Linked DNA regions of Bos taurus: region 2 is linked to region 1. The links are chromatin contacts, called in public Hi-C maps. All regions are on one chromosome and are shown on one strand. The core of a region is the stretch at or near the end of the contact, and the rest is flanking DNA. Distances in the headings are between cores, read along the strand shown. Region 1 overlaps DOCK3 (dedicator of cytokinesis 3). Region 2 holds the start of MAPKAPK3 (MAPK activated protein kinase 3).

Region 1 (2,700 bases), core at 197-2,696:
GGGGGCAGATAGTGAGGAGAGCTGGGGGTTGGAGCTGGGGCCCTGGGAGCCCTGAGTCTCCGGCACTCAGGGGAAATGGGAGTGGCTTGGGTGCTGGGCTCTCTTGGGGCCCAGGTGAGCTTGCAATGGAGCCATCACACAGAAACAGACACACTCAGGTAACAGAAAAGCACAGTTCTTACTGGACACGGTTTCCACACACTTACCTTCTCCAGACACCACTGGCCCCGTCTCAGCTGGCCCCTACCACCTTTCCCCAGATTCCAGGCCTCCTGTGCCTGGCCTCTGCCTTCTGGCCATCTTACTGCAGACTCAGCCCAAGCGGCTCAGGGCCAGGGGCACTGCACACAGGGGGCTCTCTAGGGTTCCTCACTCTGAGACTTGCCCTTCAGTGAACTCAGGAGTCATGGAGCTACTCTGGGACTTGTGGGGCCTTAACCAGGCTCCTGAGTTGACTTGGTTCATGCTCTTCGCTTATGAGACCCCGTCAGGACTGAGGGGCTGTTATGGAAGCCAGATGTGGTGTGGCTTAGTCCTCATCGATGCAGGCCATGGTTACACGCCCAGTAACCTGTCAACTGGTGGTCCTCAAAGGGACCTTCCAGAGAAGTGGTGAGAAAAAAAGTTGCAGGCTTCCCTTGGGAATATATAATTTAGAAGGCCCTCCAAATTTGCATCACTCATTGTACCAGAGAGCGGCATGTCCATGTCAAACTAGTGGGGTCTTCCAGATCCCTCATGGGAAGGTCACCTGGACCTCAGGGCTGTCGACGTCCACTGGCAGCCTCTGGCTGGTTCAAGTGGGTGAACTCCCTCTGTGTAGTGTTCTCTTAGTGAAGCTCATCTGAGAGGTGAACCTGCAGCTCTGCAGGCTCTGTGTGGGCCTTCCTAGGGGTGCCCTCTAGGCACTGTCAGGGCACAACTAAAAAGGTGACCAGGAGTTCTTGAGAAATGCCTTTTAAATACTCATTTTAGACCCAAAGATGAGGCTTAAGTATGTTGAAGAAGTCAGCATATCAAAAACCAATAATGCAGCTATTATTAACGTAAACTTCCTCCGTAACTGGTCTCAGTGATACTGTTTGTAGAGCCTCAGAACTGGCTTTAAGGCCTGGTTTTAAAAACTATCCTTCATTGATAAGGGAATGAGTAAACTATGCTTTATTTAAAAAACAAACAAATAAACTAGGCCTGAATTTCTACTATTTGGTGATTTTTCTCCCCTATCAATATTTTCTTTCAGAACTTGTGCTCTGAGGCAATCTCAAAAAGATGGCTGTGTAAGGAAAAAAAGAAAAGCGTTCCTAATCCCACTGATTTTCACAGTACCTTCCCAGCAAGAAACTCTGAAGGCTCCCTGGGTCTCGTTGGCCACAGCCCTGGACAGGGCTGCCCGCACATAGCATGCAGAGAGAGGCAGCCCTTTACACCAACTCATGTCACATACCCATCCTGTACCAGGCACGTGGCTGGAACATGGTGTGCTGCCTTGCTCAGCTTGGCCGTGGTCCCTGACCTGACAGCTCACGGTCTGGCTCACCAGGCCAACCCTGGATCTGAGCACTCAACATCCTGTTACGTGCTGCAGGGTGAGGCTGGAGGGCAGCACCTGGCCCCAGGGGCTGACAGGTGCTCTGTGCAAACACTAGATTTTCCAACTCTAGCTTCCTTCTCACTGCTGTTTTCCCTAGGCAGCCAAAACCACAGTAGGTGAGAGTGGCGGCTACTTTTTATGCAAACATTTAAATACCGCAAGGGCTTCTGCATCACAGGACTTCCAGACTATCTCAGTTGTAGTCTGGTGAACCCCAGGGAGGCTGAGTCCCCAGCATGACTGAGTATATTCAAAGAAAAGAAAGAAAGTTTAGTCACTCAGTCACGTCCAACTCTTTGCAACCCCATGGCCTATCATGATGGCCACACTCCAAAATATCATATAATGAAAGGCTGATTCAAAAGGAAACTAAATGGTTAACTAGGTGGTGGTTGGTGGTTTAGTCACCAAGTCGTGTCTGACTCTTGTGACCCCATGGACTGTAACCCACCAGGCCCCTCCATCCATGGGATTTTCCAGGCAAGAGTACTGGAGTGGGTTGCCATTTCCTTCTTCAGAAGATCTTCCTGATCCAGGGATAAAACTCTGGTCTCCCACATTGTAGGAAGACACTTTACTGTCTGAGCCACCAGGAAAGTCCTGAATATATTCAAGGTTCAATCAAAATCTCCTAGCCTCGCTCAGCCTTTTGACCACCAGGGGGCGCTGCCGACTTACAAGACTGTGCCTTGCAGGCCATTCACCTTGAAGGTTTCCAAGCAACAAGAACCACTGCAGAACATCAACAGGCGCAGCAAGGAAGCTATTGGTGTCATGACCACTCCTGGGAGTGGGGAAAGTGACTCCAATGGAAAGGACTCTCTGGAACACTTTCTCCATCCATGAAAGCGCTCCCCTCATCTGTAACATCAGACACAAACCCGAGCGTGGGCCATCCCATCTCCTCTCTGTCCCCACTGCACCTACTACTGCATCCACCACATTTTGGGCCTCCCAGGGCCAATGCAGGAGACACGGGTTCAATCCCTGGTCGGGAACATACCCTGGAGGAGGAAATGGCAACCCACTCCGGTATTCTTGCCTGGGTAATCGCATGGACAAAGGAGCCAGGCGGGTTACAGTCCACGGGACTGAACAATAACAAA
Region 2 (2,700 bases), core at 104-2,603, 340 kb after region 1:
CCCTCAAGACTCCAGGACTCCAACTATATCAGCGAGGTCTTAACCAGGCCCACAGAGAGTCTATGGTGTGATGTGGCTAGATGGCTGGCCCGCCCTCTGCCCAGGAAACGGGGTGGGTCAGGTCGGAGGAGGGTCTGCCCCTTTCAACCCGGGTCTGGTTGACTCATCTGGAGCCCATGAGTAGCTTCCTGCCCACAGGGGCAATGGGTGTCAGGCTTGCCTACCAGTCAGCCCTGGGAGACTGTCACCACTCCAGCCTAGGCAGACAGGGGCCTCAGGAGAATTAGCCCCACCCCAAGCTTTTGTGGGGACTCAGGCAGAAAGTAAGTGAAACCCATTCCAGTCAGAAGAGTTTCTCATAGAAGGAGCAGCCAAGCTGAATGCAGGTCCCCCTCAGGCCCAAACTCACAGGCCCAGCCAGAAACCCAGAGTCAGGAATTACTCACTCCTTGCTTCCGGGTACAGCAGGCTCTACCCACAGCTAACTACACCCCCTTGCTCCCTGGGACATTCTGAGCTTAGCTAAGCTAAGCCTCAGTTTTCTCATCTGTGAAGCAGGAGGGACCAGGAGCCCAACCTTACACACGAGTAAGAGGAGAAAACGGTAATGCTTAGCCTAAGAAGCTTAACAGAGGCCCTAGGCATAGCCCGTATCCACAGGGCTCTGCTGTTGGGCCCCCGCCCATGCGGGAGCGCGGGGTCACTGACCTTCAGGGCACACTTCTGCCCAGTGCGCCGGTGGAAGCACTCCAGCACCTTGCCGTTCACACCCAAGCCCAGCACCTGCTTGGACAACTGGTAGTCATCGGTCACTGCGTACTTCTTGGGCTCCCGCCGCCCCCCGAGGGCGGGAGCGCCGGCGGAACAAGGTCCGCAGGGTACACCTGACGGGGGCGCAGGGCCCCCCTGCTCCTCTGCTGTCTCCACGTCCATAGCCCCGCGGGGCGCTCAGAGGCGGCCCCAGCCTGGCGCGTCCGGAGCCACCTGGGAAAGAGACGAAGAGTGAGTTCCGCTCAGACTCCTTCAATACACTCCAGCCAAGGACGCCCTCAGCCGGACTGGGCTTCGGGCCGGGGACAGGGCTGGGAATGAGGAACGAGTTGCTGGAGAGGACGGACCCGCGGCAGGGGGCGGTGGTCACGCAAGCCGGGCACCAGGCGAGTCCTGCCCGGACCACCAGTCAAGAGGGGAAAGCGCCGGGAGGTCCCGGGATTAGGAGGTGGAGGGGGCCCTGTGAGGGCGTACCTGACGAGGGCGTACCTGACGGCAGCTCACAGGGCCGTGGTTGCCGGTAAGTGGCAGGGACAGGGGTCGCCAGAGGCCGCGGCCCTGAGCGCCCAGAGCCGAGAGTCGCGCCGCCGCCTGCCCACGTGACCGCTCCCCTCCCCCGCGCGTCCCCGGCTACAAGCCGGGCTGGGTCAGCCTTAAAGGGCCAGGCTGGCCCAGGCAGGACGGGGCGGGGCCGGACCCGCCTAGAGCGGCGGCAGAAATAGGGGGCGTGGCTTCTAGAGGGGGAGGAAACCTCCTAGGCTCCGCCAGCCGCTGGGAAAACCCAGCGCTAGAGCAGCCGGCTAACGGGTGAGTTGTGCGAGCAGCCAATTGTACAAGCCACCAAGGAAGTGGCAGCACAGAAAATCTCCTGGAGCCCCAGGTAGCCCCTGGAATCGAGTGTTTTCTCTGGAAGCTCCCAAAAGGCCCTCCAGTACAATGTGAAAGGTTTGCAACTTAGTGGTGGCCCGCTGCCAGTCTATCTAAAGTCTTAATTTTTGTCAACAGGGAGAATGAAATGGAATTTTGTTGAGATTCGCGTCTCTCTGGTTCCTGGTTGCTCTTGGGATCTTTCTAGCACTGGTATCTCTCCCCTTCTGTGCATCTCTTGTTCATATTCCCTTGGAAAACAGCATCCTAAGACTGCTGCTGCTGCTGTTGAGTCGCTTCAGTCGTGTCCGACTCTCTGCGACCCCATAGACGGCAGCCCACCCAGGCTCCCCCGTCCCTGGGATTCTCCAGGCAAGAACACTGGAGTGGGTTGCCATTTCCTTCTCCAATGCATGAAAGTGAAAAGTGAAAGTGAAGTTGCTCAGTCCTGTCCGACTCCTAGCGACCCCATGGACTGCAGCCCACCAGGCTCCTCAGTCCATGGGATTTTCCAGGCAAGAGCACTAGAGTGGGGTGCCGTTGCCTTCTCCGATCCTAAGACTAGAAATCCTAAATTCCTATTTAGTCATATCGACCAACTTTTCACCTTATGACTTGAACTTTTGGTGTCATGTTTAAGAAGTCTCCTCCTTCCACCCTAGTGCCAGATATTCTTTATTAGCTAAGTGGTCTTCCCTTCCACTCTGAGCCCATCTTAGATTGTGTGCTTAGTCGCTTAATTGTGTCCAACTCTTTGAGACCCCACGGACTGCAGCCTGCCAGGCTCCTCTGTCCATGGGGATTCTCCAGGCAAGAATACTGGAGTGTGTTGCCATGCCTGCCTCCAGGGGATCTTCCCAGCCCAGGGATCGAACCCAGGTCTCCTGCAATGCAGATGGATCCTTTACTGTCCGAGCCACCAGGGAAGCCCCCATCTTAGATTATCTTACATATTTTGAACTCATTTTCCCATCACAGACTGTTAACTCTTATTTCACAAATAAGGAAAGTGAGGGCCCGTAAGAGGAAACGACTAGAGCTTCAGGATGTGTGGCTGTCTCC

The links. Hi-C and Micro-C count contacts between places; a contact is called where the count stands out from the background.
Region 2: a Hi-C map of skeletal muscle shows a contact between it and region 1, with 7 times the contacts expected there. The contact joins the promoter of MAPKAPK3 here to the enhancer-like site in region 1. A contact is called at or near these places in 4 of 11 Hi-C or Micro-C datasets (blood, liver, skeletal muscle and 1 more).

What each region holds. Positions count from the first base shown.
Region 1 is chr22:49,394,690-49,397,389 of ARS-UCD2.0, forward strand. All of the region lies in intron 49 of DOCK3 (dedicator of cytokinesis 3), which reads right to left. Among named protein-coding and RNA genes, the nearest start is that of MANF, 12 kb to the left of the region's middle. Within about 2 kb of position 1,447, at least 9 of the 102 cell types and tissues checked have an H3K27ac peak or open chromatin away from gene starts, as enhancers often do. A contact at or near this core is called in skeletal muscle, where this site is marked.
Region 2 is chr22:49,738,354-49,741,053 of ARS-UCD2.0, forward strand. MAPKAPK3 (MAPK activated protein kinase 3) reads right to left here and starts at 1,354. Exons shown (of 11, transcript NM_001034779.2): 1 at 1,246-1,354; 2 at 709-984. The coding sequence starts at 933.